Linked DNA regions of Mus musculus: region 1 is linked to region 2. The links are chromatin contacts, called in public promoter capture Hi-C maps. All regions are on one chromosome and are shown on one strand. The core of a region is the stretch at or near the end of the contact, and the rest is flanking DNA. Distances in the headings are between cores, read along the strand shown. Region 1 holds the start of Coa3 (cytochrome C oxidase assembly factor 3). Region 2 holds the start of Kcnh4 (potassium voltage-gated channel, subfamily H (eag-related), member 4).

The links. Capture Hi-C pulls out chosen DNA fragments and counts their contacts.
Region 1: a promoter capture Hi-C map of liver shows a contact between it and region 2, with 2.5 times the contacts expected there. The contact joins the promoter of Coa3 here to the promoter of Kcnh4 in region 2. A contact is called at or near these places in 1 of 39 promoter capture datasets (liver), 3 of 115 datasets of contacts at active chromatin or transcription factors (craniofacial prominence, forebrain and pancreatic cancer cells) and 1 of 9 other capture datasets (liver).

Annotation. Positions count from the first base shown.
Region 1 is chr11:101,277,296-101,280,210 of GRCm38.p6, forward strand. It overlaps Coa3 (cytochrome C oxidase assembly factor 3), which reads right to left and starts at 1,653. Exons shown (of 2, transcript NM_026618.2): 1 at 1,419-1,653; 2 at 675-1,157. The coding sequence starts at 1,632. The coding sequence ends at 1,045. It overlaps Cntd1 (cyclin N-terminal domain containing 1), which reads left to right and starts at 1,908. Exons shown (of 7, transcript NM_026562.2): 1 at 1,908-2,185. The coding sequence starts at 2,011. Wnk4 (WNK lysine deficient protein kinase 4) reads left to right here. Exons shown (of 19, transcript NM_175638.3): 19 at 1-114.
Region 2 is chr11:100,758,373-100,761,227 of GRCm38.p6, forward strand. It overlaps Kcnh4 (potassium voltage-gated channel, subfamily H (eag-related), member 4), which reads right to left and starts at 1,406. Exons shown (of 17, transcript NM_001081194.2): 1 at 1,158-1,406. The coding sequence starts at 1,233.

The DNA.
Region 1 (2,915 bases), core at 403-2,902, 520 kb after region 2:
AGCAATCCGAGTCCAGATGCTTGCGGAAGGCCAACTTCCAGCTGGGAGAGTGGAGGGGCTGTGCTCCTGCCACCAAAGTCAACAGCAACCAATAAAAATACTGAGGAGAAAGGCTGTGGGTCTGTATCTGTCATGCCTTAGGGACGGGGTGGGGGACAAAGACTTGTGAAGCAGGCAAGAAGGGTGAGGAACTCGAAGCCATTCTCCTCTCACAATGGAAGGCAGGATGGAAGCGGCCCAGCTTTCTGGCTTTTTGCCACCAGGTCATGAGGAAACTACATGACCAAATGATCCAATGGCCAAGGCATGATCCCCTCCAGACCCCACCCTAGGCCTGTATAGGCAGGTACCAGTAAATGTTAAAAGAATGAAGTTACTCCTTGCTCATCCTTCACCTACCAAGCTAGAGACAGGAAAAGGCCCGTGCCATTAAGAGTCTGTTCTTGAAGGCAGAGAACAGAAGAGTGACCTTCTTCTACCCCCTAAGACCTGGGTCAGTCTCAAACAGTCCAGTAATCTCTCCCTTAAATCAGGTGGAAAGATCTCACGGAAAAAGTAATTCTAGTTAAACATTTACAGCTCCCTGGGGCAATGCCACCGCTGCAGCTAGTGCCAGGGAGCTTTCCAGCGTGAAGTGCCATATGTCTCTCTGCCCCCACACACTAGCTTGGCTTCGGGAGACATGACTCATTTTATTACTTTAACTTGACCCTATCTTTCCCACTTTAAGGTTCCAACGCTGCAGTTAAGCCACACCCTCCCCCTTAAGAGTCGGGGCCCCTGGGAGGTGAAGGGGTAAACCACAAAGTTTGGGTAAAGGCAAGGTTGCATACCTCTCAAACAAGGAAATAAAAAGGGCTGAGTAACTGGACAAACTGCACGTGAAGTGAGCAATCCCCCCCTTGGCAGCGGCCAAATGCATAGTCTCTGGCTTCTTGGGCTCAATCACACAGTCCGACGTTAGTGTGCCAGTGATGCTGTAAGACCACCAGGCATCATTCAACATATACAGGGGATCCAGCAGTTTGAAGATGGTCCATACAGTTAGGGTCCCGAAGCTCGCTCTCTCTCAAGAGCACGGGCTCGGGCAGCTTTGGCTTCATCTTCCAGCTCATCAAGGAAACGCTCTTGGGCCACCGAGTAGAAGGTGTAACCATCTGACGGAGTGGGTTCAGGAAACCACAAAGCACATGGGCATTCCTTTCGTCTAGCCACCCTTGCTGTTTTCCCAAATTAATGATTTTGGATTGCCACCCTTTTGCTCCTTTTGAACCCTTAACCAATTGTTATTACTAAGCCAATACGCGCTGCGTATATATAGTAAGATTAGGCATGAACCTCATTTGCCCGCACATTAAAAGCTACACGTCTTGTTCCCTTTTCCCTAACCCCATATGCGGTATAGCCAGGACGGATACAAATAGCTAACACCAGGGCCCCGATGCCCAGGCCGGTCATGATGTTCCGGGTCCGCCGCTGTGGCAGTGTTTTCTGCCACTGGGCAAGTTGCACCTGCCGCATAAACTGCAACTGCGCTGGGGTCAATTTCTCCCGCGACGGGTCGATGCGCTGAGCGAATGGAGCATTTCCATTCTTAGCATTCAGAGGGTCACCAGCTCCAGGGGCCGCCATGTTGCTGCTCCGCCCTAAGCCGTCAAGCCCGGAACTCGCCAGGAATTGTAGTCTTTGACTTCAGCAAGGAACTCTGGGAGCTGTAGTCCACGTGGAGTTTTCTGGGTAGAGGCAGGGTCTCTCCGCCCTAGAGGAGGGACAGGAAAGGTGAAAAGCGCCCTGCTTTCTGATTGGCTGAGCTCTCTGTGTCAGTTGGGGCGCGAAAAGCTGTTGACCGTTCGAAGCCGTGGTGGACATTATGTTTTTTCTCAGATTCGAAGCGAGGGCAAACATATAGAAAGGGAAGGAAGAATCCAAGGTGTGGCAGAAGATTCTGGAAATAAGCTAAGGAGGCCAGTTTATGGATCCCGTAAACTGTCCAAGTACTCCGAAAGACTTATGAATATGGAAGGACCCTTGAGGCCCAGGCTGGTGAACTGTAGTGACTTTCAGTTCGGAGTGGTTACCACAGAGACTATCGAAAACGCCCTGCTTCACTTGGCCCAGCAGAACGAGCAAGCCGTGAAGGAGGCTGCGGGACGGACGGGCAGCTTCAGGGAGACCCGGATCGTGGGTGTGGATGCAGAGTGGGGAGTCAGGTTTACGGGAGGCAGGGGAGCGTTGATCTTTGTTTTTCACTCAAATATTTTGCTAGTACTCTTGTTGTGCGAGGTCGTGGGGCTTATAAGCGATGAACGAGGCTTACTAGCACTCTTTTTTTTATTTCTTAACCCCCACTTCCCTGCACCACTCCCCACGTGCCTTTTTTTATTTTTATTTTTAAAGACAAAGTCTCACTGTGGAGTCATGACCTGGAACACTCTCTGTAGCTTAGGCTGGCCTGGAATTGACAGATGTTCTGACTCCCAGATGCTGGGATTAAAAGCACACGGCATCATGGGGAGTCCCCCCCCTTTTAAAATTAATGTATGTCTGTATGAGGGTATCCAATCACCTGAAACTGAGGTTATAGACAGCTGTGAGCTGCCATATGGGTGCTGGGAATTGAACCCTGGTCCTCTAGAAGGGTAGCCAGTGCTTCTAACTGCTTGAGCCATCTCTCCACCACCAGCCCCCTTTACTCTTCTTTCCATAAACGTGTTTAGAGTGCTTATCATTTACATTGCCTGGTATAGAAAGAGGGAACTGCAATCTAGCCATTGCTCTCAAACTATGTAGTCTTTAGGTGGGAATTGTTAACATATGAGCAAGTGGATACAAATAACGGTTAGAGTGATTGACACAGAGAATACAAGCTACTATGAGAATTTAAAGGAGTGGTAAGATGAGGTCCAGGGATTGAA
Region 2 (2,855 bases), core at 156-2,655:
AAAAGGCAGAAAAATTTCCAAACTCATAAATGTGCTTAAAGTAAGGGAAAGACTGTGGAAGACACATCCCTCTTTCTTGCCTTCCAGGAAATGCCGACTTTTTGATATATATATATATATATATATATATATTTTTTTTTTAAGGAGTTTCAAAGGATCTGTTCCTTATGCGCAAAGTCAAACTGGAGAAGACATTGAGGTGTGAGCTGCAGCCACCCCAGCACCAGAACCTGAGTTGGCTCCCTCTAGTTTCAGTGGATTAGAGGTTTGGGGGTGGAGGGACACGCAGAGATAGGTTTAGTTGATGAGGTAGGAGGCACAAACAGTCCAAGGACCCTAGGAGAGGGTACTGTCAGGGGATGGGGTGTCTGATCGGGACACTGAGGGTTCCTAGGAAGCACTGGGTCCTGGGCACAGCCTACTTCTTCCATCCCAGGGCCCGTTGCCTCGGTGATTGGCGCTATGGAAACAAGAGAGGTTGGGGGGGGGGGTAGGGCCCTGGAGGCTCGGTTTCCGCCCTCGGCTACCGCTCCCCCACCCTCCTAATGCCGGCCAGGGTTTCGAAAAGGGACAAAGGAAGACCTAGGGGTTCCAGAGTTGGGAATGGCGGGAGAAGAGGCGGGGAAGGAGCTGTGCGGCTGTCCAGGGTGCTGAACTTCGGAACCCAGCTCAGGTGGGCTAGCAGGGAGTTTTCTCGTTCTCAAGTACTTGCCCCCGCTTTGCCTCGCCCACCTCACACAAAGATATCTCATGATTTGGGGGCGCGTGACCTTAATGCGGTTAGGTCTTGCCGAAGTCTGTTCTCTCTCTTTTCTGGGGCAGAGGCAGCTGCAGTCACCAGAGCACTTTGTCCCATCTCCACACCACAGATACCTCTATACACACTCCCAGCTCAGCTCTGCCCTGGTGTGGGTGGCTCCCAAGGCCCCTCCTCCGTCTTGTGGCACAAAGAGCCGCTTTTGCCTTGAGTCACACCCCCTAACCTTCCCCTCCACCCTCGGCGCTTCATGTCTTGATCTCCACTCTCAAGGGTTCTGCACCCCGTTTCTTTGCCACGGTTTTAGGAGATCCAGCACTCCATTCTCTCTCCTCTGATCTCACCACATCCAGATACCCACCCTGTCCCAAGGAGACTTGACCCAGCCGGCCCAACTCACGCGTGCCGTCAAAGCGGGTGGCGATGGTGTCCAGAAAGGTGTTTTGCGGGGCCAGCAACCCCTTCATGACCGGCATGGCCCCGGGTACGGATTCGAGGCGTTGCGCGGGCTGCGTTCAGCGCGGCCTGGCCGGAGGGGGCGCGCTACCGGCGGGGCCGGGGCGCCCCATGCGCCGGCCTGCCTCCTCCCCTCCTCTCGCCGCCGCTGCCTGTGTGCTCTGAACCTGTTAGTTCTAAGCTCTGCTCCGCAGCACTTCGAGAGCCGCCACCCCCACCCCGCCCCACCTCCCCACGGGTCAGGTTTTCCCCGGAGGGCTCGGCCCGCGCCCACCACGTGGCTCCGCACCGGGAGGGGCCGCCAGAGACACCCGAAGCCCTCCTCTGTGGCCCTCCTCCCAGAGGGGAGCGGCCCACGCGTGTCTCTTGGGGAGAGACTCGGAGACACGCCCACCATCCAGGCTTGAGGTGATGAAGTGGGACTGGAACGGTAGCCACGCCCTTCTTTCAGGGTGATCACGCCCCTACGCGTGGTTCCCTGGCTGCTCCAGTAGCTCCACCCCACGGGTTTCCCCGCGCGGCCCACGCTGCGACTGGTGTCTGGTTGACAGTGCCTCCTGCTGGAATTGGGATATTTTTCTTTCTTCCTTCCTTCCTTCCTTCCTTCCTTCCTTCCTTCCTTCCTTTCTTTCTTTCTTTCTTTCTTTCTTTCTTTCTTTCTTTTAAAAGGTTGTTTCATTTATATATTTTTGCATTTGTGTGTGTGTGTACATTTCTGTTCCAGTAGTGCAGATATGGAGGTCAGAGGCCAACTTTCTGAAGTCGGTTCTCTCACTTTGTGGGTCCCTAGGATGGAACTCAGTTCTTCAGTCTTGACAGCAAGATCTTTGTCCACTGAACCATCTTGCTGGCCCTGCTGTCTCTACTTTAGGATTTTACATTACTGTTGTAGGACTGCTACAGCAACGGGACACCGAATGTTGGCTTAAACGATTTTGGGATCTGGAAATCTGAGTTCAAGGTCAACTCAGGGCTGGATTCCTCTGAAGGCTGTGAAGAAGAGTCTCTTTCTTCCATACTCTCCCCTAGCTTCTCCCTTGGCTGGTGACCTGTGGCATTTCTTAGCTAGTGGGTACATTGCCCTGGTCTTTATTTCCATGTTCACGTGAGTTCTTCCTGTTTCTCCTAATCCCCTGTGTACCCTAATCCCCCCACCCCCACCCCGTTGTTGTTGTTGTTTTTTAAGAACACTACTTATACTGGATTACAGGTCTACCATACTCTGCTCCTGTCTCATTTTAGCTGACAACATTGGCAAGGTCACTTTCTAAATGCTGGGGGTGGGGTGGAGTGGGTTAATATTGCAGCGTGTGAATTTGGGGGAAGCACACTTCAACCTGCAATAGGCACCTTTGGCTGGAGCAGGAGACAAATCTTTGCCCATTCTCTGCTTAAAACCATCCCCAGACTTCTCATTCTATACAACAAGGTGTAACATCTGCTGCTCCTATGCAATGGCTGCACAAACTTACCCACCTCCTTCCCAGTGTGGCATTGCTCACACACCACGGTACAGTGGACCACACTATGGATGCTCTGGGAGGCTCCTCATGAAAGCTCAGATGCCTTGCTTCTTCTGCAGCCTTACATCCAGCCCTTGCCAGGTGGACTCTGTGCCCTTGTATTGGACCTCTCTGTGTAG